6 separate regions of the Sus scrofa genome follow, and regions 2, 3, 4, 5 and 6 are each linked to region 1. Evidence: chromatin contacts called from public HiChIP or PLAC-seq data. All regions are on one chromosome and are shown on one strand. The core of a region is the stretch at or near the end of the contact, and the rest is flanking DNA. Distances in the headings are between cores, read along the strand shown.

Region 1 (5,231 bases), core at 1,586-4,085:
TCAATTCCTTCCTTCATTCAAAAAATATGACTTGGGGCAGTGTAAGGTGGCAGAGATAAAGCAGAACTCAAGAAACTGAAGTTTAATGGGTGAAAAAGGCAAATAAATTAAACATTATCTTAAAAAATTGAATCATTTTTTGAATATGACCTGCTTTTTTCTTTGCTCCCCACAAACCTAACATGTTCGGGAAAGATGCAAGTTTGTTAACGAAGGTGTTTGTAAACAACAATGAAATATTTCTCTCACACTCACCCACATTTACTTTTTCTAAACGCACTTTCTGACATCTATAGTCTATAAACTTATGTGCAAATAACTTACACTTCAAAGAGAGATCTCACACACACACATGCCTGACTTTTCACAGAATCATTTTAGATTTTAGACCGAGAAGGGATCTTGGGGTTCTAAAATTCAATGGTCTCATTTTACAGAGGAGGAAAATGAAGTCCAGACGGCATTTGCCCAAAGTAACCATTTAGAAGCTGATATTGAGAATTCTACATAGAATTCTAATTATTCTAATTTAATTTAATAGTTTGTTCAGTTTCTCCATGGAAAATACATACCCATAAGTTCCTCTTTCTAAATGAGGAACTCTTGCTACACTGAACTCAGTAGGCAATGGCTCAGCAACTGAGTCACATGGGTCTGCTGTACATCTCCTTAACTATCATCTCTTTATGCCTGATGTCCTCAGGCTACCAGAGAACCACAACATAAGAATAAAGACAGAGAACTTCTCCACCAAAGCAAGGACAGATTGTCCATGTTTACCACCTATGATTAAAGAAAAGTCAAAACAGAAAAAACAAATCTTTTAAGAAAAATCAGTGATAAACTTTTACAAAAATTTTTAAAATATTTCCGAAAGCCTAATGAAGGGAAACACTCGCCCTAACATAATCCCCTATTAAAAAGAATTCTAATTTCAGATGATACAGAAAAAACAAATGATGCAGGTGGCCAGATCCATGAACTATTTTGGTAACTTTGGTCTGTCCATGGATTATCAGTCACACTTATGCAGGTCACTATATGTTAGCTTCTTAATGACATCATCGAGCATCCAGATTTTGAGTGTTTGAGATTGTGTTCGAATGAACACTTCTTCTGCTTCTGGTCATAATGCACATCCCTTTTCAAAAAAATTTTTAAAGAATTTAGAATTAGAAGGAATCTTGGAAAGAATGTGTGGCAGTAAAAAGATGATAAGCTTTGGACTCTGTATTTTCGGTCTTCTAGTAGGTAGTTTCATAGCTTTAGAAAGTAATTTTTATCTCCCTGGTCTTGCCCTATATAGTAAGTATACTTTTGGGGTTGTTTTGAGGATTACTGACAAGACATGTAAAATATCTACCACATAAAAGATGCTCATAAATTGAAGCTCTTGCTATTTACTCTATTTTAAATTCCCAATGTGTTTGAAGAATGCATAACAGCAAGGGAATGAAAAGGAACTAAACCTTAGCAAGAAGGGCCAGACATGTGACAAATACAAGCTAAACAGCAGCAGCAGCAGCTTCTTTCATTGACCACTGATCATGTGCCAGCAATTTATCAGGTGTTTTAATACATTATTTATTTTAATCTCTCAAATGCCCTGATACGGTAGGACTTACCACCTCAACTGTACTGAGAAGAAATCAAGGAGTCAGAGAGGTTAAGTAATGTGCCCAAGGACACACAGATAATAAGCAGCAGAGCCAGGATTAGGAAGAAGGGCAGAAGAAATGACTAGTAGTTGCTCTTAAGCCCAACTGCATACAAAACAACATATTTCAGAAGCAACTAAAAGAGAAATGCAACCAACAAATCTTCCCACTATAAGCTCCTTAAGAAGTGGGGCTAGGGCTCATTAACCTAGATGATCTCAGAATCTGGGACAATTCCTGGAATATGGTGAGTACTCATTAGATGTATGTGTATGTTAAACAAATGGAAAGCAATTGGTAATGGAGGCAATAAGAAATCACATTCTCTCAAAGCAAAGTCTTTGTGATGACAGTAAATAAAAAAGAGTAGTGAGAACATTCATGTGTAAGGTCAACAGTCACAAACTAGAAAGATATTTATACATCAACTGTCTGATAATGACTACTGCATGTTCATAGATGTTTTCCCCTATTATATTACTATATAAAGATTTTAATCACTAAGAGCATAATTACCTTAAAATGTTAAAGACAATGAGGAGGAAACGCACACAAACATATCTGTATTTTGAGGATGGCTTAAAATTCACTCCATTGTAAATGGAAAAAAAATCTAACTGAAAGAAAATTCTCTATGAAAGTAAAAAACGAATCAAAAGATTAATTCTCTTTTATTCAAATAAAATCTCTAATTTAAAGTCACAACAAAATAAATTCACAATTTTGTTAGATTCGTGCAACTATATTCATACGAGAAAAGCCTCGGTAATAGGATAGCTTGCTCTTTTGGGGGTGTGTGTGTGGAGTGGGAGTATTATGAAAACAAAAAAAAAAAAAAAAAACCTTGGTCTATCAGAATTTTAAAAGAAAATAACACTTTGGCCAAACCAAAATTTCCCACAGTAACAACCTACATGCAGCCACATTCAGTGACTAAACTGTGTTTTTCTTAAGCAGTAGAGTTCATTCTGACAATTTATCTACTAAGAATTGTGCCAGAAAAATGCCTATTCATTTTCTATATTCTGTTTGGCAAACAAAGCATGACACATAGAAATATAAAAGAAAAATATAATCCCAAGATGCACTTGAAATCATTGCAGAGAAGTGTTCTAAATTGTCTTAGGCCTGTGACATCAGCTTTCAGAATAGCATTTAAACACTGCCACATGCTGTTCATCTGTGTGTCCTACAGCCTGTGGGCACCAAGCCTGGCTTCAACAGAAGAATGAATCATAGGCCAGATTTATGAAACTGTTAACTCTTCAAAAGCCCCAACTGGTCTTGAAAAAGGGAAGTGTAACAATCTTGAGAACTAGTAATTCTTTAAGAATTGGTCATTTCTAATTAAGATTTTAGGAAGCACAGAACTGTACTCATGACAAAAAAGTCTCCATGAGCACGCTGTTTGCTGTGAAACAGATTTTGTATATAACATATTGAATTTAATCATGAGCTTGAATTTTTTTATTTTACTGATTTTATAACATTCTCTCTTTATCAGTGCTAAGTCTATGTGGTACCACATAGGAACTATGTTCTCTAAATATATTAGCTTGAGTATATCTTTTTATACTGTAATATAAATTATGTACACCTCCTCTAAAAGTAGTGTAATGTCTGAATGTCTGTAATGCAGGTAGGAATTCAGGTATATTCAGGTAGGAATCATGCTATATTCAGTGTAGCTCTTCCTGTGATTGATGAGAGAAGAGATGCTCAGAAAATGCTTATTAAATTAATAAATGGCTGAATGAATGATTAAGCATAGTTCAGAATTTCAGAAATTTCTAGAGAATGACTATTACATCCTACCATTTACTTCTTATTTCCCTTTTTATGAAAATAATATATTTAGAAAGAGATTCAAACTAGTTGTCATTTTTACATCCTTTTCCCATATTCAGCAGCATCATCAACCAAAACAAAGGCACTAAAGATTCTTGTTCATTTTGGTTACTTTGATCAGAAAAGTTGAACCAGCATTGAGAACTATGTCTAGATACTCATGTTGCAACAGAAGAAAGGGTGGGGGAAAAACTGTAATTGCAATGTATACGTGTAAGGATAACCTGACCCCCTTGCTGTACAGTGGGAAAATAAAAAATAAAATAAAAAAAAAAAAAAAAGCTTACTCAAAAAATCAAGAAAAAAAAAAAAAAAAAAAAAAGAAAAGTTGAACCAGAGTGAGCTATTCTATGTTCTTATCCAAAGGCCTTAATTCTAACAAAATCAGGTATAAAACATTCCAATTAAAAACATTTCAGTAGTAAATTGAAAAAAAAAATCTTAGGTAGCAAAGCAGCATAAATTCAGTATTCACTCATTTTAGTCATTTTCCATTGTCTCAAATATTTAAAATATCTAATGTGCTTAGAAGAGATCAAGTTCTAGAGGGAAATATTGACTGGGTCTCATTTTAAACTCGTAATTACTAACTTCAAGTGGATCTTAGTGCTACCTAGCTACCCTACCTCATCCTGCTCAAGTCACTCCCTTGGGTGATTACTCACACCTCTTCTCTCCATTTAAAACTTCAAAACCTCCTGCCCCTCCTTAGTCTTGGCTGATTATATTGTGTCTTGTTTCACTGAGAAAATGAATCCTTGGAAAGGGATTTCCACAGGCTTTCATTTCCAAAGATATCATCCCGTCCCCACCTCTGCTCACATGCACCACCTTCCCTCCTGTTTCATGGGGAGAACTGTCTAGCTCCCATCTATAGCCTCAGCCTCTACCTCCTACTCAAGATCATGACTCCTATAACTATCCAGTCTTAATCTACAGCATCAATGTCTCCCTTCCTATTAGATTCTTTCCATCAGCACACAAACATGTTATAATACAGCCCATCTTAAAAAACACAAAACAGGAGTTCCCTAGTGGCTTGTGGGTTAAGGATCCAGTATTGTCCCTGCTGTGGCTCTGGTTACTGTTGTGGTGAGGATCCGAGCCATAGCTGCAACCTAAGCTGCAGCTGCAAAAACACCATCCTTAACCCATTCTGCTGGGCCGGGGATTGAACCTGTATCCCAGTGCTCCCACGTCACAGCGATCCCGCTGCACCACAGCGGGATCTCCCCAACCTCCTTATTGAGCTACCACCCCAATTCTTTGCCCCCTTCACAGAAAAACTCCTCTAAAGAATTAATCGTCTAAAACATTCTCAGCAGGAATAATATTACCCTCAAAGGGCAAAAACTGACTCTTGCTGGGCAAACAATTCTCCCTCTTTTTATATTCTACATACAGTATGTAGAAAATATAAAGCATATCTATGATATTATAATTTCAAAGTTGGGGTGGATGGAGGACAATTAGGAAAAAATGTCTAAAAGATCTCCTTAGGGAGGTAATACTGAAAAAACAATTGAGAAACACTGGTCTACACCCACTATCTCAATGTCCTCTCCTCCTCTTTTTTTCTTGAGCCTTCTCCAATCTGTTTTTCATTCCCAATATCCCGTAGAAACTACTATTGTCAATGTCACCTATGCCCTCCATATTACTAAATCCAATGGCCAACTCTTACATGAAACTGTAGGCAGCATTTGGTATAGCTTATCACTTCCT
Region 2 (5,231 bases), core at 1,476-3,975, 430 kb before region 1:
TTGCAGGTGAGTGTATGAAAGGTACAGCCACTTTGGAAAAATACTTTAGAGGTTCTCTTACAAAGTTAAACATAGTTACCATATGACCCAACAATTCCACTCCCCGGTATAAACCCAAGATAATTGAAAACATATGTTCACAAGTTTGTGCACAAATATTCATAGCAGCATTATTCATAATAGACCAAAAGTGTAAACAATCCCAAAGCTCATCAACGGATGAATGAAAAAATAAAAAAATGTGGTGTAGTCATGCGCTGGAACACAAACTATCAGCCGTAAGAGGAATGAAGCACTGATCCATGCGTCAATAAGCAGAAACCTTGAAAGTAGGATGCTAAGTGAAAGAAGCCAGACACAAAAGGCCACATACTGTATAATCTTTTAAACAAAGTATCTAGGATAGGCAAATCCATGAAGACAAAATGTAGATTCATGATTGACAGGAGCTGGGGGAGGAGGAGAATAGGCAGTGATGACTAATGGGTAAGGGGTTTCCTTCTGGGGTGATGGAAATGTTCTGGAATTAGTGGTGGTGCTGTACACCTTGTGAGTATACTAGAACTCACTGGTGAATTGTATGGCATGCGAAACTGTATCGCAGTAAAAAACTTCTCCTGTCTTCTCTGACTCTGATTGTTTTTAAATTGGATGGAAATAATACCTGTTATCCAAGAGGAAGGAATTGCGTGAACAAAGTCACAGAGATAGGCAAGTAAATTCAGATGTCAGGGAATAGTGGATTTAGATGGAATATAGATGTGTGCCTGGAGGAATCAGGAGAGGAAGCAGAAAAGGTAAACTGGGACCAGAGTATCAAGTCAGTCAGTCACTGAATGAGTCATAAATATTCATGAGGACTTCCTCCGTGCCAGCCAGTATTTGAGTGCTTGAACAAAAAGACCTGGTCCCTATACACACAGGGCTTAGCAGTTTTGCTCTGGTGACACTAAACAAATATTTAATTCCAATTCAATTAAGCAATTATCAGGGTGTGAAGGGCTGGAAGTTCAGAGTGCTATGGAAACGTGATGGTGGATGCTACTGGGTGTGAGGGAATCCAGGGAAGTTTTCCCAAGGCTGATGTTTAAGCTGGGAAGGGTCTGACTTCTAGACCAATGGATTATTCTGACCATGTAGGCAGCAGGAGCCATTTAAAGGGGTGGTGCCTTGGGTGATATGCCGTCAGAGCAAGACCATAGGGAGATTTAGCCAGTGGTAGTTCTTAAACTCACTACACCATGCTCTTTGGGGTGCCAGTCTTGCCCCAAACACCCTGTACTGCCAGCAAAGCAGGGGCAAGAAGAGCATTTCTTCAACAGGGACAGTTTGTGAGCTGTATTTAGAGGAGCATCCTTCCCAGTGTTGCACCCATGACCTTTCATAAAAACATGATGGACTAGCACAGCAAGCCTCTCTTCTTCCTAGTTGCTGAAAGCAGTTAATCAAGAGCCCTTCCTGGCTGTTTTGTTTGTTTGTTTAGGCAGATAGAAAAGTCGTCTTACAGTTTCACATTCCAGGGTCATTTCTTTACCTTGAATTTGCCCCAGTGGGTGTTATGAAAATGAATTGCTAGATCATAATGTGTATATCCTTTAAGTGTGTGTGTGTGTGTGTGTGTGTGTGTGTGTGTGTGTGTGCGCGCGCGCTCCTGTGTCAGGGAGAGGCAGAGAGCAGAGTTGAGAACAATATTGTCATCTTTCTCTGTCTATCAATATCTATATATCTTCTAGTCTCTGTGGGAGGTGCTGGGGGACACATATGTGGATTGACTCATGGACCTAGACTCAGGGAGCTCCCATCTAGTGAGGGACATAGGTCAACTTCGAGCACTATAATACATACCATAGACTATTGGAATTCAAGGAAAGGAGAGGCTAGTTCCAATAGATGGCTAAAAAAGAAAAAAGAATTTCATTTGTCAAGAATTCCCATGCCAGCTTTAGATTGAAAGCTCTCCAGAGATAGAGGCTGACTATTTTTTCCCTTTCAATCCGTCAGAGCTCCCGAGAGGGCCCTGAGCCCTGTGGCTCCTTAAAGGATTCAGCTGACTCACTGATAAGTCCTGTAGACCTTTGCTTCCTGGTGCCACCTGCATGCTTGTCACTGAAGTCTCTTCCTTCACAGCTCTGTTTCTAGGGCTGGTGCATGTTAGGAGGTCTGGAGAAATTCTTGCCTTTATTAAAAAAAAAAAATACCATTGCAAAGAAATCTTGGTGAAAATAGCAAACATCTTGCCTGCCTTTTTCATTCTGCTCCTCAGCCTCCTTTAGCTTCACATGCTCTTACACACCATCACCTGAGGTCCTTCAGTCTCAGAACCATTACTTCCTGGGCAAGTCTGCTCCTGGGAGAGTTGGGGTTTGGCCTGTGGCCTGGGCTCCTGGGGTTCCCTTTTCCCTAAGACTATCTGGAAAGGAGGGCTATCTACTCAGTTGGGGTAGAGAGAGTGCTTTGAAAAAAAATGGGAGCTTGGAAGTGAATCACTGAGGAGCCCCTGGCTAGTAGGAGATGCCTCTTCCAGCCATTAAGATGCAAAGATGTGAAGTCACCTGGGCCACCCTACTGTGCTGGTTGTTATTGGTTCCTTTTGTTAAAAAAAATAGCAAAGGAAAGTGGCTGTTTGCTGAAGAAGCTTTCGTTCGGTGGGAGTAAGTGCTTCTACCTTGGACAGGAAAGGCATCAGCGAGGGCAGGAGGCCTTGGGCAGTCTTCCCATGGAGCCATCTGGTGGCTCTTCGCTGTAAGTGCTGCTCCTGGGGCTGCCTCTCTGTGGGCTGAGCTCACTTGCTCCATGTTTCTCTTCTTGGAGAAATGGCCTCTCCGGCTCAGGAGACTCCTTCTCAGGACAGTGTGCCAGATGGCTGCCCACTTTGATTTTCTTCACTTTAGCTTCCCAAAGTCCCGTGGGACCTGCCCACCCCTCTTCCCCCATCTCCAGTCAGGATCCTCCAGCTCCAGGCCAGCGGGGCCCCTCTGCTCTCCCCAGACCCTTTGCACTTCTTTCTCTTGGCTCAGAATGCCTTTCTCCAGCATCTTCTCAGGGCTGGCTCCTTCTCATCGCCCATATTTTAGCTCAAATGAATTTTCCTCAGAAAGGCCTGGTTTGACCCTTCTCTCTAAAGCATCCCTACACCAAGTCATTCTTCATCACTGTTCTTTGCATTATTTTACTCACAGGCTATTTAAGTGTCTAAAACAAGCTTATTCATCATGATGAGTGATGAGTGATCTCATTCATCATTTCCCTTGTTTATTGCCTGATTTAAGTCTCTATGAGCATGGCCTTGTCTGTTTGTTTCATCTCAGGATGCCTGAAAAGTGCCTGATTTGGTGTTCAGTAAATATATGAGGGAGAAACAACTGAAACTTTAGTCACAAAACATGGAAAGGTAGAAGTCAAATTGCCCAGGGGGATCTGTCTGAGGCTGTGCTGGACTCCTTCTCCTTCCCTGTTACCTTCCAGATAACAACCTATCCTACTGGAGGGTCTATATTTCCATGGCTAGCATCCATCTTTCTATGGGATGATATTTTAGGTGCCAGGAATTTGGTTTTTCTCACCATCCAACCCTGTTCTCTCCCTTTCGTAGTGAAGTTTTTTCCTAATGTATATTCACATATCCTTTAATAGCTTTCACAGGGGCTCCAGTTATAAAGAAAAACTGTCTTCCATCTTGAGGTACCATGGTTTTGAGATGTTTCCAAATATTCAATGTAAAAGCATTGAACCATCAAGAGGAATTCATACCTCATCTGATCAAACTCTCCCGGTCAGTTGTCCTCACCGGAGAGAGCACTTGGCCTGAACACACACACACACATACCCCACCTCACCCCACCCCCACCCCAAGCCAGCAGCTTCCTCTTCTGATGATGACTTTTCATGTCCCAGCCAGCAGCCAACACTCCACTTGTTCAGCTTCTTTTAAGGAAGAGCCCTGAGGTTGTGGGAGGCACCAGGTCACTATTAGCCAGGCTCCCCCTGTATCCGAGCCTAGACTTGGTCAAACATTCCCTCTCAGTCTTTTCATTTTTTTTTTTATTCCAGTCCTGTGCACGCACATGACCCCGCCCTCCTGCCCCCCCATCCCATCCCTATCACCTGTATGGAGTCTTCCTTTCCATTGATATCTAGAAAAGATGAGCTTGAATCAGCAGTCCAGTGCCCTGTGAATGTCCAGTGATTTCTCCAAATTCTTTGGGGGTTACCCCTGGCTTCTGGCTTTTTCTTTCTTACTTTGTGGCTCTGCTCTTTAAGTTATTCTATTCCACCTTGGCCTCAGGCCTGAAATTGAGCCTCATCCCCGAATTCTACCAACACAAACAAATAAACACACAAACCCCCCTACTCACATGTGGAAGACTGTAGAAGAGATTTTACAGCAGATCAGAGAGAAAGAGGGAAGGGCTTTTATTGCAACAGGACACAACTACATCTTGGAAATAGACATCCAAGTTCTGGACACCCTGGGCTTTTTTGACTGGCCTTCCACCCACAGAGAGCCCCAGAGTTACTCATTCTGATGACCCCGCTTTTTCTCATCCCCTCCTTCCTGGGTTCGCCTCACAAATTCCAATTCTTATTATTTAGGCAGAGCAACTCAACTCTGCCCCAGCCTCCCTTCCCTCACTTTTCTCCCAGCCCATTTTGCATATTCAAACCCATCAAGGTACCCCTTGGACCCAGAGCATTTCTTATTTATTAAGTGCCACTTTCCTTAGAAGGCAATGATGTTTGAACAGCACTTTCTCCTCCTTTGAAAGTGATTTCTCCAAGGAATGGCCAGTGGGAACTTTTGTGTGCCATCCCCATGTGTCGTCCAAAGGAGGAATCCACAGAATATCAGAGCTGGCATTATGTTTCCAGAGGTCCCCTCATTATCTACTTATTGCTCTACTCTGAGATGGTAAATGGCTTGAGGATCAGTAGGAGCTGCAGAAATCAAACCGCCCAAGTTTTTAGAATGGTTTTATCTCCATGGGAGAGCTGAGAGCTCCTTAGGCTTGTTTGCCCTTTTCCTGGGGTATCCTTCCATCTTGGGTGAACTAGTGGTTTTCATGAGCTTGACTCAGCCTGGAACTTAATAAAAAAGAAAGCCTCTTTCCACCTTTTAACATGGTGATGGAAGAATTGACTGGATGGCAGAGGACCTATTGGGGTTGGAGGTGTTTTCTGAGTGGGTGGTGCTGGGGAGAGAGCCCGGGGGTGGGGTGGAGGGAGAAGGAAAT
Region 3 (5,231 bases), core at 1,066-3,565, 390 kb before region 1:
TTCCATCCTCTGAGCGCCCTCCCCTCACCTCCAGCCCTTGCCCCATGAATACACTCACATCGTTATTGTTCTTTTAAGAACATTTACCCGTTGCTTGCACATGCTAGGCTCTTACCTAAGGCATTCTAATGCCTTCTATATATTCATTCCCTATTTCATAATAACTGCCTAATGAGGGAAGTACAATTATTGCCCCTATTTATAGGTGAGATAACAGGTGCAGAGAGTTAGGTAACTTATCTATGGTCACATGTCTTAGAATTTACATAGTCTGGCTTAGGATCTGTGTTCTAAATACTCCTGTTTTTTTATGGAGCTGCCTCCTTTGAAGATTGTAGAAATTTATTGTTTGTGTTTTTGCTTTTGTGTATTTTGAGGGCAAGATTTGGGTCTTACCCATTTTTGGATCTATAGTTCCAACCAAAACCTGTGCTAACTCCAGGCACTGGAACTCAGTCCTAATGCCTTAGAGGAGGAGATGCAGTAGGTTCTCAGCCCCTCCCATGCCTTGAGGATTCTTACATGGAAGCAGAATTCAAAAGAGGGACAGAAATGGAGCTGCTCTAGAAGGATGATAGCCCCCCGACTTTTCCATGCCTTTTTTTTTTTCCTTTTTAGGGATGTACCTGTGCCATGTGGCATAGAGAGGTTTCCAGGCTAGGAGTCGAATTGGAGCTGTAGCTGCCAGCCACAGAAATGCCAGATTCGAGCCCATCTGCAACCTATGCTCCAGCTTGTGGCAATGCTAGATTCTTAAACCACTGAGCAAGGCCAGGGGTTGAACCTGCATTCTCATGGATACTAGTCAGGTTCATAACCCACTGAGCCACAACGGGAACTCCTTACCACACTTCTTGAGGAAGCGTATTGGACATGGCTGTGGACCTTCCGGCCCTGATCACACCATTTTGCATATTTCTGAGTTGTACCATCAAGCCCGTTTCTATCTAGAAAATAAAGTCTCAGTTTCAGCTGATGTTAGTGCTGAAGGTTTAGTGCATTTAGTGTTAGCGTTGGTGCTGTGACTTAGGGAGGGGTGGGATCAGCAAAGAACAAATAGAGAAAGCCATTTAGCAACAAAGAGATCCTCACTTCCAGGATAACTGGTTACTCCCTATATGGGAGATACCTTCAGGAACATTAGTGGGGAGAAGGGAGACTGAGACAGGATTTAGAAGGATTGAGCTCCACTCACTAGGAGTATTGGATTGCTGGGCTCTATAAGCAGCAGCGGATTCTCCCCTCTCCTGTCACTAAAGGAATGAGCTATCTCCCATCAGGCCTTTCACTGTGCAGTCCTCTCCACCTGGCCTGACTCCCCTTCTGGCTGGGGCACCTTACTCATCACCCATGATCCCACTCAAATGTCATTGTCTTGGGGATGTCTTCTCTTTCTCCCTATGTCACACCTACTGCAGAGAATACTAGGGACTTTGTGGAATCCTTCAAAATACCTAAAGCCGTGATACAGTCAGTACTCAGTAATTGCTCACTGAATACATGAGTTAAGGCTAAGAAAGAAAAGAATTGAGGAGACTCTTCCTGTGAGAGTCTCAACGCAACCATTCTGTTCGTTACTTGCATAACTGCCTCAATTCTTTACCTGGTTATGGCCTTGGGGGACATGCCACACGTGCTGCTTTGAAAGCTTACTTCCATTTCCATCTCCCATCACATCTTTTGTTTTTATCTTTGTTTTTTTTGGACAGAAGATGACTGGGACTGTGGGAGAGAAAGTCAAGCTTGAGTCCTGCCATGGACTTGTGGGAGTGTGGTCATGTGCTGGAGGAATGCTGACCAGTCCTCCCACTGATGTCCACCTCACCTGGCACAGCTCTGTATATCCCATGACAGCTTCTTTGTTTCTCATACACAGCCAGGGCCATGTTTACCATCCAGGGAGCTGTAGAGAAGAGCTTATACCCAAGAGTGCACTGAGCCCAAGTGAAGCATGCCAAGGGACAACCAGTGACAGCCCCAGGAGCAAAGTTCTGGTTAATCTGGTCTGTAATTAAGCCAAATTATTTCCTAATTCCACATCTATGGTGGCTCTGGGGAACAGTAGTTGCCTTGGATGGCTCCACTGGGCAGATTCTGTTCTTCCTGGACAGCCCTGGGGTGCAGACCACGAAGGAGATGAAGAGGGACAGAGCCTATACAAGTGCTTGGCTCTTTATTTAGAGTCAGTAATAGCAACCACATGGTGCTGCAGAGGCCCTGCCATGCCTGGAGGGCTTGGGTCCTATTCTTATCCAACCAGATCTCTGACTACAGGCAGGCTGAAAGGGACATGGTCTATTTAGTAACTCTCAATATGCTCTTCCGGGATTCTCTGACTCAGAACTCAGAGACAGGATGTGATCTCAGCTTCTCCTTCATACACATGGGCAAGGTCATGTGTTTCTTTCAGCTTTAATTGGGGTGGGAAGAAATGCTAAACATGTGTGTGTAGGAGGCCAAGAGGAATTTCTTGGGGAGGGTCTTTGAAGAGACACTTGTTGAGCTCCAGAGGATTGCTTTTTTCTCCCTGACTTTTTGCCCTGTTGTCCAGCTCGTGACATTTTGCCCAGAAGTGAGGACCCAGTAGACACCTGGCTGGTCTCCCTTCCTTCAGTCTCTCAACTCCCCTTTGCACAGAGATGCCAGAGCCACCACACTCAAGTGCTGCTTCATCATGTCCAACGCTTTCTATCAAACCAAGTTTTTCCTTTCCCATCCATTCTGGTCCACAAAGTTGTCCATTCACTTACCTGCAAATGGTTACTGCATTCCCATCTTCCCTACTTGTATTATTCTTTCCTTCATCTTCTCTGCTGTCAGCGGGTCAGTTTCTTTGTAATTTATTCCATATCCTATCAATTCTTCCAATTTAGTATTGAAGTTTATCCTTATTGGAAAGGCTGTGTGCTTTAAAAGACCCTGAGAATACTGCTATCATCACCACCAACACCATCATTGTCATCTATCAGCACACCATTTACATTGGACACTGTGCTAAGGGCTTTACATGAATTACATTTAATTCTCATAATAAGTCTATGGGGAGGTTCTATTATCATCCCCACGTAACTAATGAGAAAACTGAGGATCATGAGGATCAAAGAGATTGAGTGACTTGTCTAAGGCCTCAAGAGTATTAAGTTTATATCGCATCAAGGATTTGCATATAGATTTGTCTGCTATCAAAACCAGAACTCTTAATCATGACAAATACCATTGCCTGTTGACTCCATGCTTTCTTACCTTGAAGTCGATCAGAGTTTATATACGTAGTTCAGGATGCATCCTTGGGTATTTGGATACTGGAGACAAGGAAGAATTATTTTTTAAGATCAGATAGTCTAATATCTTGTTTTTTTAAAGTAGTTGAGAAAATTGTAGAAAGGCAAAATAGCGTGTCAAAAAGGTTGAAGTAGATTAATGGAGGAACCAGAACCTGGTCCCAGATCTTCTGACTGAGGACCATCCAGCCCTGGTTCTAGTACAGCACGTATCACCTTTTTGAGTTCTTAAAAATTTGTTTTCCATAAACTTCAAAATTTTAAACCTTGCCTTTTCAATTATAGCATTAGTTCATTAAGGATAGAAGTTGTATTTCATACTTCAAAAATAAATTTCCTGTCTTCTGTAAGATGTGGAAACTAAGTGGTTTACATAGTGGTCACTGAATGGAAAATGCAGATGCTGGCAGTGCCTGGCGCATAGTCAGTGCTCAGAAAGTACTTTTCAAGTGAATGAGTGGATGAATGAGATGGTGTCAGGAAGACTTGAGTTGAATTTGAGCTGGGGGATGTTTCCAGGAATACGGATGAAGTTTTGCAACAAAGGAAAAACACCCAGCTTTGAATGCTGCTGACAAGCTGGTCTTTAAAGAAAATTACAACACATGTGTGTGAAGAGATGAGTCATTGGAAAAGAGTTATTGAACCTGACAGGCTTGGTGAGGAGAACAGCAGTGGTCTCTGCCTGCTCAACAAATATGCTGAACATCTGCTCAGCATCATCAAGACCATCTCTACCTACTGGCCAATGGGATGTGCCTCTGTGTCAAGTGGTGGCTTCTTATGTTTGGCATTGTTCATCCAGGGCTCTGAAAGATGTGGTTATGGTGGTGGGTAAAGTGCCAGGTGTTTCAGGCATGCTCGTGTACAATATTTCCTAGCTCACAGCTCTTCAAACGTTAATGAGCATATGAATCACTTGAGGATCTTTTTAAAAAGCTGATTCTAATTTAATAGGTCTTGGGTGGAGAATAAGATTCTGTATTTCCTACAAGCTGCCAGGTGATACTGATGCTGCTGGTCTGAGCAATACTTTGAATAACACAGTTCTGGGTGCTCCATGGAAAAATACTGGAGAATACAACAACTGAAAGTAGCTCTTGCTCACTTCTCAGCATTCTCCTCTGATCAAGGCTACCCACTCCATGGACCAGCTTTCCAGAAGTGGGCTGGCCTCTCAGTTAGTTGTGATGTTTCGCTGGGGACTGACTAGATTTGGGGATCATGGAGATATTATGGGATTGCAAATCAAAGAAGCATCAAAACTCATACTTCCTAGAGATTTATACCTGAAATTCATCTAAGGAAGATCTGAGTCACTTAGGGATTCATGTTTATTTCTAGGACCTAACACATAGTAGGACTTGCTACTAAAAATGCCAAATGAATGAACAAAGGGAGAGGGAAGAGGCTTTAATAAAAAAAATCCAGAGTCATACTACATCTCATTCAAATTAACTTTACTTATAGGATAAGAACTAATCCAAAAGGTCAGGTGAACAAAACAGATATTTCAGAGACTATACCTTAACTCTCAGGTATATCACTTATGGGGAAAAAAATGCTAGGTCCTCACCGAGTCTATTTGTGCTTTTATATTTTGAACAAAAGAGTGAAATAGTTTATTATCAATATAAACAGAATGATATGATATCTCACCTTTTGCAAGATTTTATAGTCAGCAATTCACTTTAAAAATAGCTCTACTGAGATATAATTCACATATCATAAAATTTACCCTTTAAAAGTGTTATTTGTTCTTATTTTACAACCTATTTTACAGAGCTTGGCTGTCTTTAGTAGAAGAGAAAAGGCAAGTTAAAGGGATTTGGAGAGAATAAGAGACAAATAAAGACAAGCAAAGATAATGCTCATTGTAAGGGAGAAGGCAAAAATAATATTAAAAGAAGCACAGAGAAGTACTAAGAAAGTCCAGTGATCTGGAACTAT
Region 4 (5,231 bases), core at 1,832-4,331, 310 kb before region 1:
AAATCTTCATAAGCACATAGGTCTGGGGATCTATGACCAGTAGTCAGGGGATTGAGGCCAAAGCCTCAGGGGGTAATCAAGTCTTTTCAAGGCATCACTGCAGTGGCTTTTTAGCTGGTGAACATTTGAGGTCAAGATCCCATTTGATATTTCTCTGCCTCTCAATAAAATAGTTTAGCAATTTTTTAAATCATCTTTTGCGATTACACACACATATACACACAGTAGCAACATCTCGGGTGGAAGGTTTTCAACCATTTGACTGACTTCAGTTGATAAAGACCTAGGTAATTTTATTTTCTATTTTAGCTTCAAAATTTGGGAAAGTAATTCCATGAATGAAATCATCTATTTTATCTCTTTTTAACACATAATTCAAATAACAGCACAAAATGTTTATTGAGCACTTATTTTATGCCAGTAATTAAATGTGTTACATGCATTATCTCTAATTCCTAACCATCCTATGAGATTGGATATATTGTTATCCCCATTTGTAGATTAAGTAGTCATGCCTTGAAGAGGATAAAGAACATACCTAAAGTAACCTAATGGGTATCTGACCGGAAATTTCATTTACTAAATTGTTGTTGGCTTGCTTCATGCTACAATAGGAAGTGTGTGGTATATAAGTGGAATGTCAGGACATTTGGATTTAATTTTCATCTCTCTCACAGCTGGAAAAATCAATTCTCAGTTTCTTCTTCCAATGAATCAGGTATCTTGATACCTGTCTCCTACTACATCAAGGATAAAATCTCTTTCTGAGTGTCCACAACATGCTCCCCAAAGACCAAAAGTTATTCAGCTTAGTTTTCACATTCCAGATTCTTAGAGATCAGCCAGCAATGATATAACCTCTGAACTTTGTAGGGAAGAAAATCCAAATTTGATACTCTCTATAGAGCCAGCGAATATTAGAAATTAAAGTTTTAATAACATCCTTCTATATTTTTAGTTCCCTACTCATTAAATTATAGAATTGATGTATTCGTCAGCTGGAGCTGCCATAACAAAATATCATAGGTCCGTATTTTGCTTAGACAATAGATAATTATTTCTCTCAGTTCTGAAGGCATGGGAGTTCAAGATTAAGATACCAGCTAGTTTGGTTCCTGGTGAAGGTCTTGTTCCTGGTTTCCAGAAATCTCTCTTCTTTTTTTCCTATACCTACTGATCCCATCATGACTGCCCCATCCTCACGCCCTAACTTAACTCAGTTATTTTATAAAAACCTCCCAAATAATATTTCTAATTTGGGGGTTAGGGCCTAAACATATGAATTTTGGAGGACCACAACTCGGAACACAGCAATTGTAATTGAAAACAACTTGGGACCAATATAAGGTTGCTAATAATTTGTCATTATTCTATGAATTAACTAATTATATAATTAAAAATCATTAAAAATCAATTAATTAATATAAAAATAGACTAAAGAAAGGTCCTCTAAATGCATTTAGCTATATAAAATACTTACACTGGTGTTCTAACTTTTTTCATCTCACTATGACTGACAAAACTTTGTCATAAAATGAATTCTGTAAAGGTTTTGTATGAATTCATAATTGAAGAGACAAAAACTTTGCCTTTTTTAAAATAAAGGTTTTGAATTTAACTAATTTGTGCACAAAGTTTTCCTAATTTTGGAACTGTTGGGATTCTGTGCCGAAGCAGTGCTTAGAGGCAAAGAAGTTAGGAACACTCAGTCATCAACAGACATTATAATTTAAGACATGTTTATCCAGCCCAATGTCAAGGACATCAAAGTGGACAATTTCAGCTCTTTATCTGTGCACAGTTTATACAACCCCTTGTTATCCAGTGCAAAATTTTAATTTCAGTCTTCAACAACTAGAAAGACAGAATATCAATCTTTGATAAATAAAACTAGACTCAGAGGTATTAATATCCCTGCAATTAATGTCTCTCCCAACTAACCACATGTCTCTGGATATAGTTGAAGAAGAATTTCAGCTATCTAAGACTCATAAGGTCCCAGCTCCAGCTGGGACTTCAAATCATGTTTCCAGAACACAAAGAACACTTGATAAAGTTGGAGAGAAATATTTTTCAAAAATATGTCACCAGGCAGCTTGGGAGTGATTTAACAGAACCATCCTACAGGGTATGAATTTAACCTTTGATCTCTGAAATGAAGGTCAGCAAATTTGTTTTTACTCTACATCTCTTATAATCAACTCAATGTCTGGGTAAATCAGTTTCTAAAGAGGAGGCTGTGTTTGCAGATAAGTGATACTTTCACCCTTCAATTTTGAACCACTTAACCCTCTCTTCCCTGAGTTAAATTCTACTGCTGTTGTCAACTTTTTGTGGGAAAGGAATCTAAAAACTTAAGATGCCATGTATTAGAATGGGGGAAATGCCATACTGTTGGCTACAAATGAAATAAAATGTCCAAGAAAAATGTTTTAGTGGTGTTTTTTTTTTTTTTCCCTTCTAGGAGATGAGCACATGAAAAGATACTGTTTTTTAGCTATCAGTTCACCTGAAGTCTTCTTGCCAATCCCAGGTTGGCAAAGAATAGCCTATGGGCTAAATCCAACCTACTGCCTGTTTTTGTAAATAAAGTTTTATTGGAACACGACCATGTTCATTCGTTTAGGTATCATCTCTGGCTGCTTTCGTGTTACAATGACAACTGACTAATTGCAGCAGAGAGCATGTGTCTCACAAAGCCTAAAATATTTACTCTCTGGGCCTTTACACAAAATCTTTGCCAACCACTGCTTTAAATCAAAGAAAGAGGCTTGGGGTGGTGACATCACAATAATACATCCTTAGCACAGATATAGCAATGGCTTGGCAGTAAATGAGGATGGGACGTTGGTTTTAATCCAGATATTCACTTTTTAGAAACAGAGTCTCAGAATAACATTAAGCTGATGAAAAGAACAATAGTTGGGGATGCATTGTAATGAGGTATAGACATAGTAACTAAATTTATTCCTCTGATTCTCCAGCAGTCTATCTAATAAAAATACGCTACAGTAGAGATGAACCCAGAATCTTCAGCTGATGTCAGCCATTTGGGAATAAGAGTTCCTTCTCTGCAGCAGATGTGTGGCTTGAAGTTCATCATGAGTACACTCAGAGAGAGAGCACAGCATGTGTTGTTCTGTGGAGGGGACCAACACTGGCCTGTCAATGGGATAACAAATTTTGTTAAAGGACTTGGGGAAACAGTAAGGGTTGGGAACTGGGCTAGAACTTGAAAAATGAATTTTAACCCTTCCTGGGTATGACTATCCTTTTAAAATAATGATGATTCTGTCCAAGAAATGCCTATCAAATTTAAACCAAAAGAATGCAATGCAGTCAGTTGCCGTGCTTGCCAGTCATTCTACATGGACAGCTGCCAGGAGGTTGATACACAAAGGCGATGGTTGCATGCATGGTTATTTCAGTCCTAGACACTCGTCATCCCTTGAAATTGCTCTGTTCCCAGGATTCCAAACTCCAGCCTCCCCTTGCCTTTCTCAGAAGTCAAGTGCATGAGCCAATGAGGGTGGGCCCCCTCAATTTCCTTCTCTAACCCAAACTGCAGGTATTCATTCTGGGTCCAGATTTTCACTCCTGTCTTGGAAGAAAGGCAGAGACCCACCGCTGGGCTTGAACACTGCTGTATTTCCTGCTCTTTTTAGGACACTGCTTTTTCATTTGCAAGGTTTTCCTTTCTACTGACTCTTTCTGTTTTCCTAACTAACATGCTTGGGTCTCATTTGATCTAAAACTATGAAAAACCAAAACAAAAATTAGAGAAATTTGCTTCGACTTAGTTCCTCTCTTTTCCCACTTTTTTTCCTGACTTTTTTCTCTTTCACTGTCTGTAGCAAGAATAAGACTAGGTTATGCTATGATAACACACTGCCTCTACATCTTAGTGGTTTTCTACAATGACCCAGCTTCCATAAGGATGTATCTATACTGCTGCCACCTCTTTTCTCAGTGTCTACTCACTGTACCCCCACCCATATCTTCTAAACCCTGGCTTTTGTCACCATCACTCTCTTAAAACTACATTTTGTTGTTGTTGTTTTCACTTTTCATTTCTTTTTTTTTTTTTTTTTTTGTATTTTTCTAGGGCTGCACTTGCAGCATATGGAGATTCCCAGGCTAGGGGTGTAATCAGAGCTGTAGCTGCCCGCCTACGCCAGAGCCACAGCAATGTGGGATCCGAGCCACGTCTGAGACCTACACATAGCTCGTGGCAATGCCGGATCCTTAACCCACTGAGCAAGGCCAGGGTTCAAACCCGCAACCACATGGTTCCTAGTCGGATTTGTTAACCACTGAGCCACGACGGGAACGCCTAATTTTTTAAAATATTTATTTATTTATTATTTATTTTGCTTTTTAGGGCTGCAGCCACAGCATGTGGAGGTTACCAGGCTAGGGGTCCAATAAGAACTACAGCTGTCGGCCTAGGCCACAGCCACAGCAACACAGGATCTGAACCTCGCCTGCGACCTATACCACAGCTCACAGCATGGCCAGGATCCTTAACCCACTAAGCAAGGCCAGGATTTGAACCCACAACCTCATGGTTCCTAGTTGGATTCGTTTCATCTGTGCCTGGATAGGAACTCCCATTTTTAATTTTTAATTCTTAAATGTTTTTTTTTTTTTTTTTTGCTTTTTAGGGACATATGGGAGTTCCCAGGCTGGGTCAAATTGGAGCTGCAGCTGCTGGCCTATGCCTCAGCCACAGCAACACCAGATACTTAATCCACTAAGTAAGGCCAGGGATCAAACCCACATCTTCATGGATACTAGTTGGGTTCGTAACCCACTGAGACACAACAGGAACTCCCTAAAATATTTTTCTTAAAATTACCACTTTGTTACCTATTTAATCATATTTTCTCTATTTCCTCCTTGGTTTCTTTGGTACAATTTGACCCAAGCTTTAATCTTTTCTTCCTGAACCCATTTCTTGGTGTGCACGACTGCATTTGCAGGGTTTTCAAGCTCTCCCGTGTCCTTTCCACATACTTTTTATCAGTCTCCTTTACTAATTTTTCCTTCTCTTCCTCTAGCTCAGTGAAGGTTGTCCAGGCAGCTCAGACTCTCCTTTTACTCTCTCTGTGCCCTCTCTGGGGCTTTAGCCTTCAGCTCTGAGCAAGGAACTCCCTATCAATCAATCGATTAATCAATCCATTCATCCCTTTCTCCAGATTTTGAGCTACAATTCAAACTTTCATGTGGAT
Region 5 (5,231 bases), core at 1,555-4,054, 290 kb after region 1:
TGTGAAGACCATCAATATCCAAAATGTCTCTCTTTTTTTTAAGAAATTTGTTTTCTAACAGCTTGGCTCTGGTTACTTGGGGGCAGCTGACAAAAACATTACTAAGCAGGACCTCATCAAAGATGGTCCACACTTTGGACTGGGTAGGATTAGAAATACAGAAGTGAGAGAAACCCACTAGAGCCACAGTAATGGTGCTCTCAAATGCTACTTTTGCTTTTCAGTAAATGCAGTGGTTATACATTCAAAAGGGAGAAGACCACATTAGAAGACACATCTGAAATCACAAACTTTTTCTGTTTTTAACAACGAGGACTGGCTTTAATTTGGAGACGACAAGCCACCTGCTTAATACATTTTTGTCCGGGTAGGGATGCTATTTTGTAAAGTAAGGATGACGCTAAATGATTTCAGGCCACTTCTTAAGGCGTTTTACATTGTAGCACATGTACAAAGATCTAAGGGGAAGGAAGTTCCTGTGGCGGCTCGGCGGTAACAAGCGTGGCTAGCATCCTTGAAGACACAGGTTCGATCCCTGGCCTCGCTCACTGGGTTAAGGAGCCAGTGTTGCCGTGAGCTGCAGTGTGGGTCACAGATGTGGCTCAGATCCTCCATTGCTGTGGCTGTGGCGTAGGCCAGCAGCTGCAGCTCCGATTCGACCCTTAGCCAAGGACCTTCCTTCTGCCTCGGGTGTAGCCCTAAAAAATAATAAATAAATAAATAAATAAATATGGGGGGGGAGAGAAGTGATCCAATGAAAGGACCGAGGAATAAGTTTCAAAACAAAATGCATAGGGAAAGAAATATAAGATATGATCTAAGAAGAATGTAGAATGTAAAAAAGATTAGCTTTTGATTTGGTGTGACGACAGTGGTTTTTCTCCAATGAGAAGAAACCTACTTACGGACTTTGAGCTTTATTTAGGCCTCTGAAAATTGTCATTAACCAAACTACAGAGGAGCCTGTTTCCTTATCTGCCACAACAGTGACCCAAGCCACTGCGGTGACAAAGCCAGAACCTAGACCCACTGTGCCGTGAGAGCACATCTCCCTTCCATCTTTAAGGGGGCATGAAGTTACCACAAGAAGAACAGAAGTCTGGACTAGATGGAGCCATCAGGACAGAGCATAGTGAAAGTCGGTAGTTTTAGGGTCTTTGTTTCCCAGATACCTTTATGAAATGGAGATGAAGAATTGAATTAATCTGCAAGAGGAAATGTTTGCCAAGGGCAAATGACTCAGAGCTACCAACTTCTCATTCAGGGTTGCCTTAATTGCTTGTAATGGGTGACGGATTTCAAGGCAGACATTTCACAGAGAAAACGCTATGAGCTCTGCTTTGGAAAACTGAGTCAACTAGAGTCATACTTCTAAAGTCTATGTGTGGCCCAGTTCTTTGGGGTTCTCTTTTCTACACATGCGTCCTCTCCCATCTCTGGGCCTCTGCCTGGAGCACATTCCTGTTCATGCTACTTCCTCTTCTCCAGTCTCAACACCCTCACCCCCCCCCCCATTTTTTTCCCAGTTAACTGTGACTCTTTAGGCCTCTTTTTTTTTTTTTTTTTTTGTCTTTTTTTGCTGTTTCTTGGGCCGCTCCCACGGCATATGGAGGTTCCCAGGCTAAGGGTCAAATTGGAGCCATAGCCACCAGCCTACACCAGAGCCACAGCAATGCGGAATCCGAGCCTCGACTGCAACCTACATCACAGCCCAAAGTAACGCCGGATCCTGAGCAAGGCCAGGGATCAAACCCGCAACCTCATGGTTCCTATTCGGATTCGTTAACCACTGAGCCACAATGGGAACTCCTTTAAGGCTCTTCTTAAACTCCACCTTCTCAAGGAAGCCTCCCCAAGGTCATAAGAGCTTATAACCCATGTATTTCCACTTTCGTAATCCTCTTAGTGTACTCTACCTATTTGTTTAATGTCCATTTCCTCATAGACAGTAAGTTTGATCCAGCCAGAACCTTGTTCTTTGTAAATCTGGAAAGTGCCTTTCAAATGTTTTCTAAATTGGCTTGGCTCACCCAGGAACAAATATTACTTAAACATCTGGTTTTTACACTCTGATACAGAAGAACTACATCCCTAGCAATCCCATTCCCTCCGTCTCTCTCTCTCTCTTTTTCTCGCTCTCTCTCTCTCTCTCCTGGCTTTTTGTATAAGCTTAGTTGCTGCAGTGGCTTGTGGTCACTCTGTGAGTATGCTGGCCCAGACAACGCCCCCATCCCTCACAGGAAATGCAAATTCTTCTCCAGGCTGTTCTTTGAAATCCTGCTAAAAATACCCAAGCTTAGCATGAATGCACAAATGAGATCAGAAAGACAACAGAGAATTATTCATTTATTTAAAAAGTCATGCTTCCTCCTGTGCAAAGGCTGCATGATGTGGATCAATGTTATTAAAATCCCATGTCATCCTCAGGGGCTGCAAAAGCCCGTGGTGGGAAAATTGGCTGTCATAGAAGAAGGCTCTTAGTGTTTGGTTTGCTATCGTTAAGGCGAGAAGAGGACTGAGGAAGCAGCCAAACCTGTCTGCTGTGGGTTTTTTCTCCTCGGGAGATTCATATGAGCCTGGATAATGGGACTCTGCCACCAAGTCCAGCCCTTCAAGTCATGCGAATCTTGTGAGATCAAGGCCAGGAGTTACTGATCTACGCTGGAGGAAGTGCTTAGGCCCTGTGGCTGAGTGCTCACAAAGAACATTTCAATCATGCATGTTCAGTGGATGGTTCTGGTTTCCCTGATTTTTGCCTCTGGCCCTGCCAGTTTCCAGATTGAGAAACTGGTCTAAAAGCCCTTTCCTTTAGCGGAGAGCTCGCGCCCTCTGGTGGTGAATATGAAGTACAGCCAACTTGGTTCACTTGTCCTAAACCTTGCAATGACTCTGGGAATGCTTGGTGAGTTTTGCCTAAATTTTCAAAGTGATCCATTCCCAAGTGTCTAATCCTTAAATTTCAGTCCAGGAGGTATTGAGTGCCTTGCCTGGTAAGCAAAAATTCACAACTGGAGCATTTCAATCATAGCATGTTACAGAGATTCTTAAATTTTGATGTGCCAGACAATTACCAGAATTCCCTCCTGACTCAGCAGCTTAAGGTTCTGGTGTTGTCATGGCTGTGGCTCTGATTACAGCTGTGGCGCGGGGTCAGTCCTTGACCCAGGAACTTCTGCATGCCATGGAAGTGACCAAAAAAAAATCACCAGAGAAATCTGATTAAAGCTCAGGTTTGCAGCCACATCAACAGATGTTGTAGCTCAGCAGCCCTTGGGTTTTTCAGAAATCTGCCTATTTAAAGTGAGCCCCCAAAGAGGTTGATCTGTGTGGACTATTCTTTGAGAAATGCTGGCTTAAAAGCTAAAAGTATGGATTTGCAGCTCAAGTCTCACCTCTGTCAGTGGAATGACATTGGGTATATTCCTTAACCTGGGTAGCCTCAGTTGCTCCAACTGTGAGGAAAAAAAAAAGAGAGAGAGAGAGAGAGTGAGAACATCCACTCCATAGGGCTGTTGTGGGATGAAATGAGATCCTAATAGAAAGGGCTTGGCAGGATCTGGTCATGACAGGTGCCCAGCACATGACAGCTCATATTATTTGCAATAATCATCCTAATTACCTCAAGCTACAGGGCAGAGAAGACCAGGGGAGCTTGGGTTTTCTGGACCAAATAGCCATTAAATCTTGGGCCCTGAGGTCTCTGCAGTGAGATGTCGACGTGAATGGAGATCCTCTCACTCCCAAGGACAATCGGTGGTTGATTACCCCATCCAGATGTTTGTACCCAGGAGAACAAGTGGTACCCAGCCTGGGAGCTGCTGAGGACACTCAACAGTCTGGACAGAACACTGCCTTGAGACTAAGGACAGGAGTCTCTGTCTCTGTTTAGGGACAGAGAGGAGTTTTTATATGTATTTGTATCTCCTACAAGCCACATGGGTAAAAGAGAAACAAAGGGTGGCAGCTCTCCTGTATGATGGTATTAAGGGAACAACTCCCATTTATCTATAAAATGGACAGGATAATATTTTCCACATGTATTTCTGATGAACAAATGAGTGAGGATACCTGTAAATACATGATGATTGACACCAGTGGTCCTTGGGAAGTATTGTTATTTTTCCCGTCCCTCCTGTTGTGAATGTATTTGTAGTATTGTTTTCAGAGACAAATATTGATCAAAAGGGAAACATGATCTAGATGTGTAGTGAGATTTTAGAGCAGTATTTCTTTCTGTTTTTGTCCTCTGGTAAACCTGAAAGTCATACCACCTTTTAATATATATTTATTAAGTTTAATACATAAGTTAAAAGTTATGTGTTAATATATTACAAAATATGATATATGTGTATGTGCAATATACACACACACACCTGTTTGCTTTCAGCCATCAGGCTACCAGAACCGAGGTTATAAGAGAGTAGAGTTGTATAATGATTCCGCAAGTTGGAATTCAGTGTGGACTCTCTTACTGATACACTTTAATCCATGTTTATATTCATCTCCGGTGTATCTTCAAATTCTTCCCACTTAAAAGCATTTATGTGGAACTTCCAGTGTTAATGTGAGTCTACCCTTTCCTGGGAAACTTACACGTCCTGGTTGTCATATCCTCGGCTGCACCACTAGAGGGAGCCACTCTGTAACGGGTGAGGTCAACCCAACAGAGACCAAAGCTGCAAATTACAGGTAACATATTTCAGATTTATTAAAAAACACATAAGGTAACGAGTCAGAGCTTTGGCTAGGAATGATTTGGAAAAGAATTGAAGGCATTATTCCACAAAACATTCACAGTGTGTGCTAGAGACAGACAGCGAGCAGGGTAAGTGTTTTAGAAGCATTTGCGGTGGACAATGGACGGCCCGGCTTCGTCGTACTCCTGTTTGCTGATCCACATTTGCTGGAAGGTGGACAGAGAGGCCAGGATGGAGCCACCAATCCAGACGGAGTATTTGCGCTCAGGAGGGGCAATGATCTGTTGGTCAGGATGAGAAAGAAGGGCCATTAGTGCACAAGGACAGGGCCTGGGCATTCTGCTGTGGTCCGGATTTGGTGACCTTGGCTCAAATTTCATGGACAGCAGGGACCGTCTTAGCTGTTAGATATCCAACCTTCCTAACCCTTGAGGTGTGAATAAGCTGTGGATTTAGAGATTCTTCAGTAAGTGCATTGTTTTCCTGGCTTCTTTTTCACACATTCTCCTCCAGAGCATGTGAAGCCTCTGCTGC
Region 6 (5,231 bases), core at 2,030-4,529, 270 kb before region 1:
TTGTTTGGCAACTTTAAAAATATTTTATAACCATGAGATTGAATAAAATTTTTCCTGCACAAGCCTCTAGTTTAGCATTCAGAAAGAGTGGATGTGAAATGACAGTTCTCTGAGTAAAGGAGTATTTACAACAGGATTCCTGCAGCAGGTTCTCTAAATGTGAGTAGGATTAATATACTAAACTAAGGTTCTGTGCATGAAAGAACTGGTTTTTTTGGGGGGAGGGGACAGGTGCTGCCTAGGTGTTGAATCTGAGCTGCAGCTGTGGCAATGCTGGATCCATTTATTCTTTCTTTATTTTTTCCTTTTTTGGATTCTTTTCCCATACAGATCATCACAGAATATTGGGTGGAGTTCCTGTGCCAGGCCCCCAGATCCTGTAATCCACTGTGCTGGGACCTGAGCCACTGCAGTCAGATTCTTAACCCACTGCACCACAGCAGGGACTCCAAAAGAATTTTATTAGTGTTTTTTTTTTTTTTTTTTTTTTTTTGTCCCTGAGATTCATGTTTTCATTGCTTGTTTGATACAGTGGCAGAAAACCAAAGTGACAGTGATATTAACCAGTTCTGAGTGGTCATTCTCACTCATCATCAAACCAAGGCCTGGGCTGGCTCACTCCTAGAGTGTGTACATGCTGAAATTGGACACTTGGGGTTCACAAGGTTTAGATAAGCTATTTGGATGACTACCACATGATGGGTCAAGGACAGTCATGAATTCTGAGGGGCATCTGCTAGAAGGTCACAGAACTCCAGAACTGGGCAGCAAGGCTCTCAGAAGCCTTTAGTTGTGGTTTAAACTGTACTTTGAGGAACCCTCAGAAGAAGCCAGGAGGAGTCCTCTTTCACCTGAAGGGCTGTTCCTCCTGCATGTGACTGATTTATTTACATGATGATGGAAGATTTTGTCTGAATAACAACATCCATGACTAAAGCAAACTTGGAAATCCACTTATCTCATCCAAATCCTTTATATTCTGGTGAAGGCCTGAGAAGAGGAGCCATAAGCCTTCCAAACTTAGAGGCATTTTAGGTTCTGGGAGAGAGATGATTTCTTTGACAAGAGGAGAGAAGGGGAGCTACTGTCATGGCTCAGTGGTTAACAAACCTGACTAGTATCCTTGAGGATGTGGGTTCGATCCCTGGCCTTGCTCAGTGGGTTAAGGATCTGGTGTTGCCGTGAGCTATGGTGTAGGCTGCAGACAAGGTTGGGATCCTGAGTTGCTATGGCTGTGGTATAGGCCAGCAGCTACAGCTCCAATTCAGCCCCTAGCCTGAGAAGGTCCATATGCCGTGGGTACAGCCCTAAAAAGACAAAAGAGGGGAGAAGGGTAAAAAACTAAAACAAAATAATGACATCTATGTCTACATATATAATCTCTATCATTTACCTTTGTACTGCTTGGTGATTCTTACAGCCAGGAGATGTGAATTAGATCTGTCTGTATCCTTCCTGTGGTCAAGATCACCTTCCTATTAGACTGAGGGTCAGGTTTATCTTCCAGCTTCTTTCTATACCTTTGTGTGTGTGTGTGTGTGTGTGTGTGTGTGTGTGTGTGTGTGTGTGTTTCCCCTGAGGATTTAGCTGACTTTGCCTGTCTTCAGGCCGGACACTCCAAGAGCAATTTGAGGCCACTCCCTGCTTTAGATACTGGCTTCCTTCAGCCTCAGTTGCTGTCCTATGCCTCCAGGGTTCCTAAAGCAGAAGTGGTGGCCAGGTCTCTTTCCTGGCTATGACACTGTCTCAAGAGGGGACTCCATGTTTCCATCTACTCGGTGTTTCCTTCTAGGAGCAACTTGAGTCTGGTTCTGTTCAGCATCCTCAGAGAACTTTGTACAATGCTTGTCAGATAGGAAATACTCTGTAATGTTTGCTGATTTGCATCCATTACTAAAATTTACAGCAGGGAGAAGGCCCTTGTGAGATCCTACCAGTTCATTTTTTTGTTGTTGTTGGTTATCCAAAGAACACATTTTTCAAATCCTAATTATCTCACCACTGGATGGGAAATAGACACCATCCCAACTCCCAGGCAAATACCTTTTCTGGATGACCCTGGCAGCGTCCCAGGAATGAGCTCATTTTTCAGAAGGGGATTCTTCTCCCAAACAACAAACCCCTGCTTTGGGGAAGAGAACAAGAAATTCCTTTGGGATTTCTCTTCTCAAGCTTCTAGAGAGCCAGTCTTCTGCAGGCAGAGATGGCTTCCAGGCTGTTCATACATAAACTGCTGCTGGCGGGCTGGTGGCCTGTTTGATAGTCTGAGGTCTAGCAAAGATTTAGCTCCCGGGGGTCACCAAGAGGTCATGGTCTCAATGATTTCCTCTGTTATTTATCTTTGGCTTGTGGTATTGGAGCTTGCCTTTGATAGAGGGCATTTCTACCACAACTGCACAGAATCAAGCACTTCAGTGCTTTGGTTTGAGGTGGAGAAGGGTTGGCTTCTAATGCTCTGAATATGTCCCTGAGTACATCTGAGAGTATCTAATTCTGCCCTTTTCTGATGAGCAAATTTATTTGGGGAGGGGGGGGGCTTCCAAGGCTCAGGTTAGGAAAGGAATTGTCCTGGTGAGGTCAGCAGTTTTTAGTTTGAGTAATTCCATTTTCAGTTCCTTAAGAGATACTCCTCTTGCTATGAGACAGAGATGAAAGCAGCACTTCTTAGGCCTCTGGGGTGCGTCGTTACTTTCCTGAACTGCTTATGACTCACTTGCCACCGCCCTCAATGCAGCCAGGGGACCATTTATGCTGAACCAGCCTTTGGATTTCTCTTCTTAATGACAGCAAACTTGTGTGGCCAGCTCACAGGTCAACTGCTGGAGCATCCCAGGACTGGTCAGCTCAGCAGGCTCTTGGGTTTCCCAGGAGGACTCCTCAGCGTGTTTCATGTGGGTTTGCTAACCCCATCCTGTTTCATTATGATTTAAGACAACCGTTATCTCTCATCTGGGTCAGAAAGTATGAGTTGCCTAGGATTTCAACCATACATGAGGGGCCTGAATTAAACACCTAGCATCGTGGCCTGAAAAACTGGTTGCAACATGTCCTGTGCTCTCATTCCCTCAAAAAGTATCTCACCAAATGGAAGCATTTGGTTCTAGAAGTTCCTTTCTGTGTGCTGCTCCATCTCTGCCACAGAGTGCCAGGACAGACAGTGTGCTGAGCTATGTCGGGTCTGTCAAAGAAAATGATGTGATGTGTGCTGAAGACATTGCCATCTGTGGGAGAATGCAATCTAGGCTCGACACAGAAGGAAAAGGAAGTGCTGTTACGTCAGGAATATGACCAGTTAGTCAAATTCCCAGAACAGCCTGTTGCTTCTTACGGTGGCGGATGTGTCCCAGCCTCTTAGCAGCCCCAGATTTGAACTAAGGGAGAACTGTTAGGTATAGGGGCTAGACAGGAAAGAGGAGTGATATGTTTTACATATTTTCTGGCAGTGGATTTCTATATGAAATCCAGTTTACTTAGTGTCCTAGGGCACTGAAACAAAAGTTTTATGAAACAATACCTATATGTCACCATGTTATTTTCTTTTTCTGTTCTTTTCCCATTCTTTGCTATTTTAATTTAAAAAATTCTCAGCTCTCTAAATTGCTATTATGAGCCACTTATAGGTCAAAGCCCATATTTCAAACAACAGCAAAGCATTAGCATATATAAGCAGCATCCTAGGAAATTTTATATAATATGGATCCCTGGGCCTTTCTCCAGAAATTCTAATGTATCCAGTCTCAGGGCCACCAGATTTGCATTTTATATTATGAAATTCTAATTTGACCAGTGTGAGAACAGGGAAGTGTTTTGATCTTTGATATATCCCAAGTGTTTTGAATGGAGACCCTGGTACAGAATAGACACTTGATCAATGTTGGCTGGATAAATGAATGAATGAAAAAGTATACCTAGTGATTTAAATTCAAGTGGCCTAGAGATTACCATTGTGTTTGATTTGTCTTCAATTGTCTTATTGGAGTTCCTGTCATGGCTCAGCAGAAATGAATCTGACCAGTATCCATGAGGATGCAGCTTCAATTCATGGCCTCGCTCAGTGGGTTAAGGATCCAGCATTGCTGTGGCTGTGGTGTAGGCTGGCAGTTGCAGCTCCGATTCAACCCCCTAGCCTGGGAACCTCTATATGCTGCTAGTATGGCTCTAAAAAAACAAAAAAAAAAAATTGTGTTCTTTTGGAGAGAAACATTTTATTTCACTAAAATTTCAAGCTTACAGAGAAGATGAAAAAATAGGACAAAGATGTCTCTTTATCTTTTATTTAAATTTCTAGTTTAGCCACATTTGCATTTCTCATCTCCTTATCTATTTTTTTTCTTCTAAACCATCTGAGAGTTAGTTGTAGACAAAATGCCCCTTTACTACTAAATACTTCAGCTTTTTTTTTTTTTTTTTTTTGCTTTTTAGGGCGGCACCCACAGCATGTGGAAGTTCCCAGGCTAGGGGTTGAATCAGAGCTGTAGCTACTGGCCTACACCACAGCCACAGCAACACCATATCTGAGCCATGTCTGTGACCTACACCACAGCTCATGGCAACACTGGATCCTTAACTCACTGAGTGGGGCCAGGGATGGAACCCACAACCTTATGGTTACTAGTCAGATTTGTTTCTGCTGAGCCACTACGGGAACTCCCAGAATGTATTTTCTAAAAACAAGAACATTCTTTTATTTGGGTTACAATCTGAGGGGCCCCTAGACTAGAGGTTAAATGCCTAGATTATTAAACAGTGCACAGTGCCTATCTTCAAGTGACTCCATTCTCCATCCTAGTCCCACCAGCACACTTCCCTTTGTATCCGTACTATTCTCCTTGGTTTTATATGGAAATAGTCAATCTCCAGACTCTGAGTCTCTGACTTGCTTCAAGTGCCCCCACTGGGTACACCCCTAAATCTTCTAATTTATGCATTCTCCAATGCAGAAATTATCTAAACGCCTCTGAGTTCTCTGGGAAAATTTAAATAAATTGCAAATTCCTAGACTTCAGCCCTGGAGGTTCAATTCCGGTAGATGGGGGTGTATGGAATCTGCATTCTCCCACCTCAACCCCCACCTCTCTTGCCTTCCTCCAGGTGGCAATGGCTCAGCCAGGGTTGGGAAGCACAGTTCCTGTGACCTCTCCCCACTGTGGACTATTCTAGTTAGTAATCACCCAGACTCTGCTGGATCACTTCCTGGGATGGCAGAGAGAAGCCCCCAGAGGTCTGCTGCC

Evidence for each region. HiChIP or PLAC-seq counts read pairs in DNA pulled down with a chosen protein or histone mark.
Region 2: an H3K27ac HiChIP or PLAC-seq map of alveolar macrophages shows a contact between it and region 1. The contact joins two enhancer-like sites. A contact is called at or near these places in 5 of 47 Hi-C or Micro-C datasets (embryonic fibroblasts, fetal skeletal muscle, skeletal muscle and 1 more) and 1 of 2 datasets of contacts at active chromatin or transcription factors (alveolar macrophages).
Region 3: a contact with region 1 is called in an H3K27ac HiChIP or PLAC-seq map of alveolar macrophages. The contact joins two enhancer-like sites. A contact is called at or near these places in 2 of 47 Hi-C or Micro-C datasets (embryonic fibroblasts and skeletal muscle) and 1 of 2 datasets of contacts at active chromatin or transcription factors (alveolar macrophages).
Region 4: a contact with region 1 is called in an H3K27ac HiChIP or PLAC-seq map of alveolar macrophages. The contact joins two enhancer-like sites. A contact is called at or near these places in 1 of 47 Hi-C or Micro-C datasets (embryonic fibroblasts) and 1 of 2 datasets of contacts at active chromatin or transcription factors (alveolar macrophages).
Region 5: a contact with region 1 is called in an H3K27ac HiChIP or PLAC-seq map of alveolar macrophages. The contact joins two enhancer-like sites. A contact is called at or near these places in 8 of 47 Hi-C or Micro-C datasets (alveolar macrophages, fetal heart ventricle, fetal skeletal muscle and 5 more) and 1 of 2 datasets of contacts at active chromatin or transcription factors (alveolar macrophages).
Region 6: a contact with region 1 is called in an H3K27ac HiChIP or PLAC-seq map of alveolar macrophages. The contact joins two enhancer-like sites. A contact is called at or near these places in 2 of 47 Hi-C or Micro-C datasets (embryonic fibroblasts and fetal heart ventricle) and 1 of 2 datasets of contacts at active chromatin or transcription factors (alveolar macrophages).

The regions. Positions count from the first base shown.
Region 1 is chr14:100,576,341-100,581,571 of Sscrofa11.1, forward strand. All of the region lies in intron 4 of RNLS (renalase), which reads right to left. Among named protein-coding and RNA genes, the nearest start is that of RNLS, 26 kb to the right of the region's middle. Within about 2 kb of position 2,836, at least 5 of the 83 cell types and tissues checked have an H3K27ac peak or open chromatin away from gene starts, as enhancers often do. A contact at or near this core is called in alveolar macrophages, where this site is marked.
Region 2 is chr14:100,147,681-100,152,911 of Sscrofa11.1, forward strand. No RefSeq gene overlaps it. Among named protein-coding and RNA genes, the nearest start is that of PTEN, 220 kb to the left of the region's middle. Within about 2 kb of position 2,726, at least 7 of the 83 cell types and tissues checked have an H3K27ac peak or open chromatin away from gene starts, as enhancers often do. A contact at or near this core is called in alveolar macrophages, where this site is marked.
Region 3 is chr14:100,188,581-100,193,811 of Sscrofa11.1, forward strand. No RefSeq gene overlaps it. Among named protein-coding and RNA genes, the nearest start is that of PTEN, 260 kb to the left of the region's middle. Within about 2 kb of position 2,316, at least 4 of the 83 cell types and tissues checked have an H3K27ac peak or open chromatin away from gene starts, as enhancers often do. A contact at or near this core is called in alveolar macrophages, where this site is marked.
Region 4 is chr14:100,261,945-100,267,175 of Sscrofa11.1, forward strand. No RefSeq gene overlaps it. Among named protein-coding and RNA genes, the nearest start is that of PTEN, 330 kb to the left of the region's middle. Within about 2 kb of position 3,082, at least 10 of the 83 cell types and tissues checked have an H3K27ac peak or open chromatin away from gene starts, as enhancers often do. A contact at or near this core is called in alveolar macrophages, where this site is marked.
Region 5 is chr14:100,863,462-100,868,692 of Sscrofa11.1, forward strand. It overlaps ACTA2 (actin, alpha 2, smooth muscle, aorta), which reads right to left. Exons shown (of 9, transcript NM_001164650.1): 9 at 4,834-4,978. The coding sequence ends at 4,835. Among named protein-coding and RNA genes, the nearest start is that of ACTA2, 21 kb to the right of the region's middle. Within about 2 kb of position 2,805, at least 16 of the 83 cell types and tissues checked have an H3K27ac peak or open chromatin away from gene starts, as enhancers often do. A contact at or near this core is called in alveolar macrophages, where this site is marked.
Region 6 is chr14:100,304,717-100,309,947 of Sscrofa11.1, forward strand. No RefSeq gene overlaps it. Among named protein-coding and RNA genes, the nearest start is that of RNLS, 300 kb to the right of the region's middle. Within about 2 kb of position 3,280, at least 7 of the 83 cell types and tissues checked have an H3K27ac peak or open chromatin away from gene starts, as enhancers often do. A contact at or near this core is called in alveolar macrophages, where this site is marked.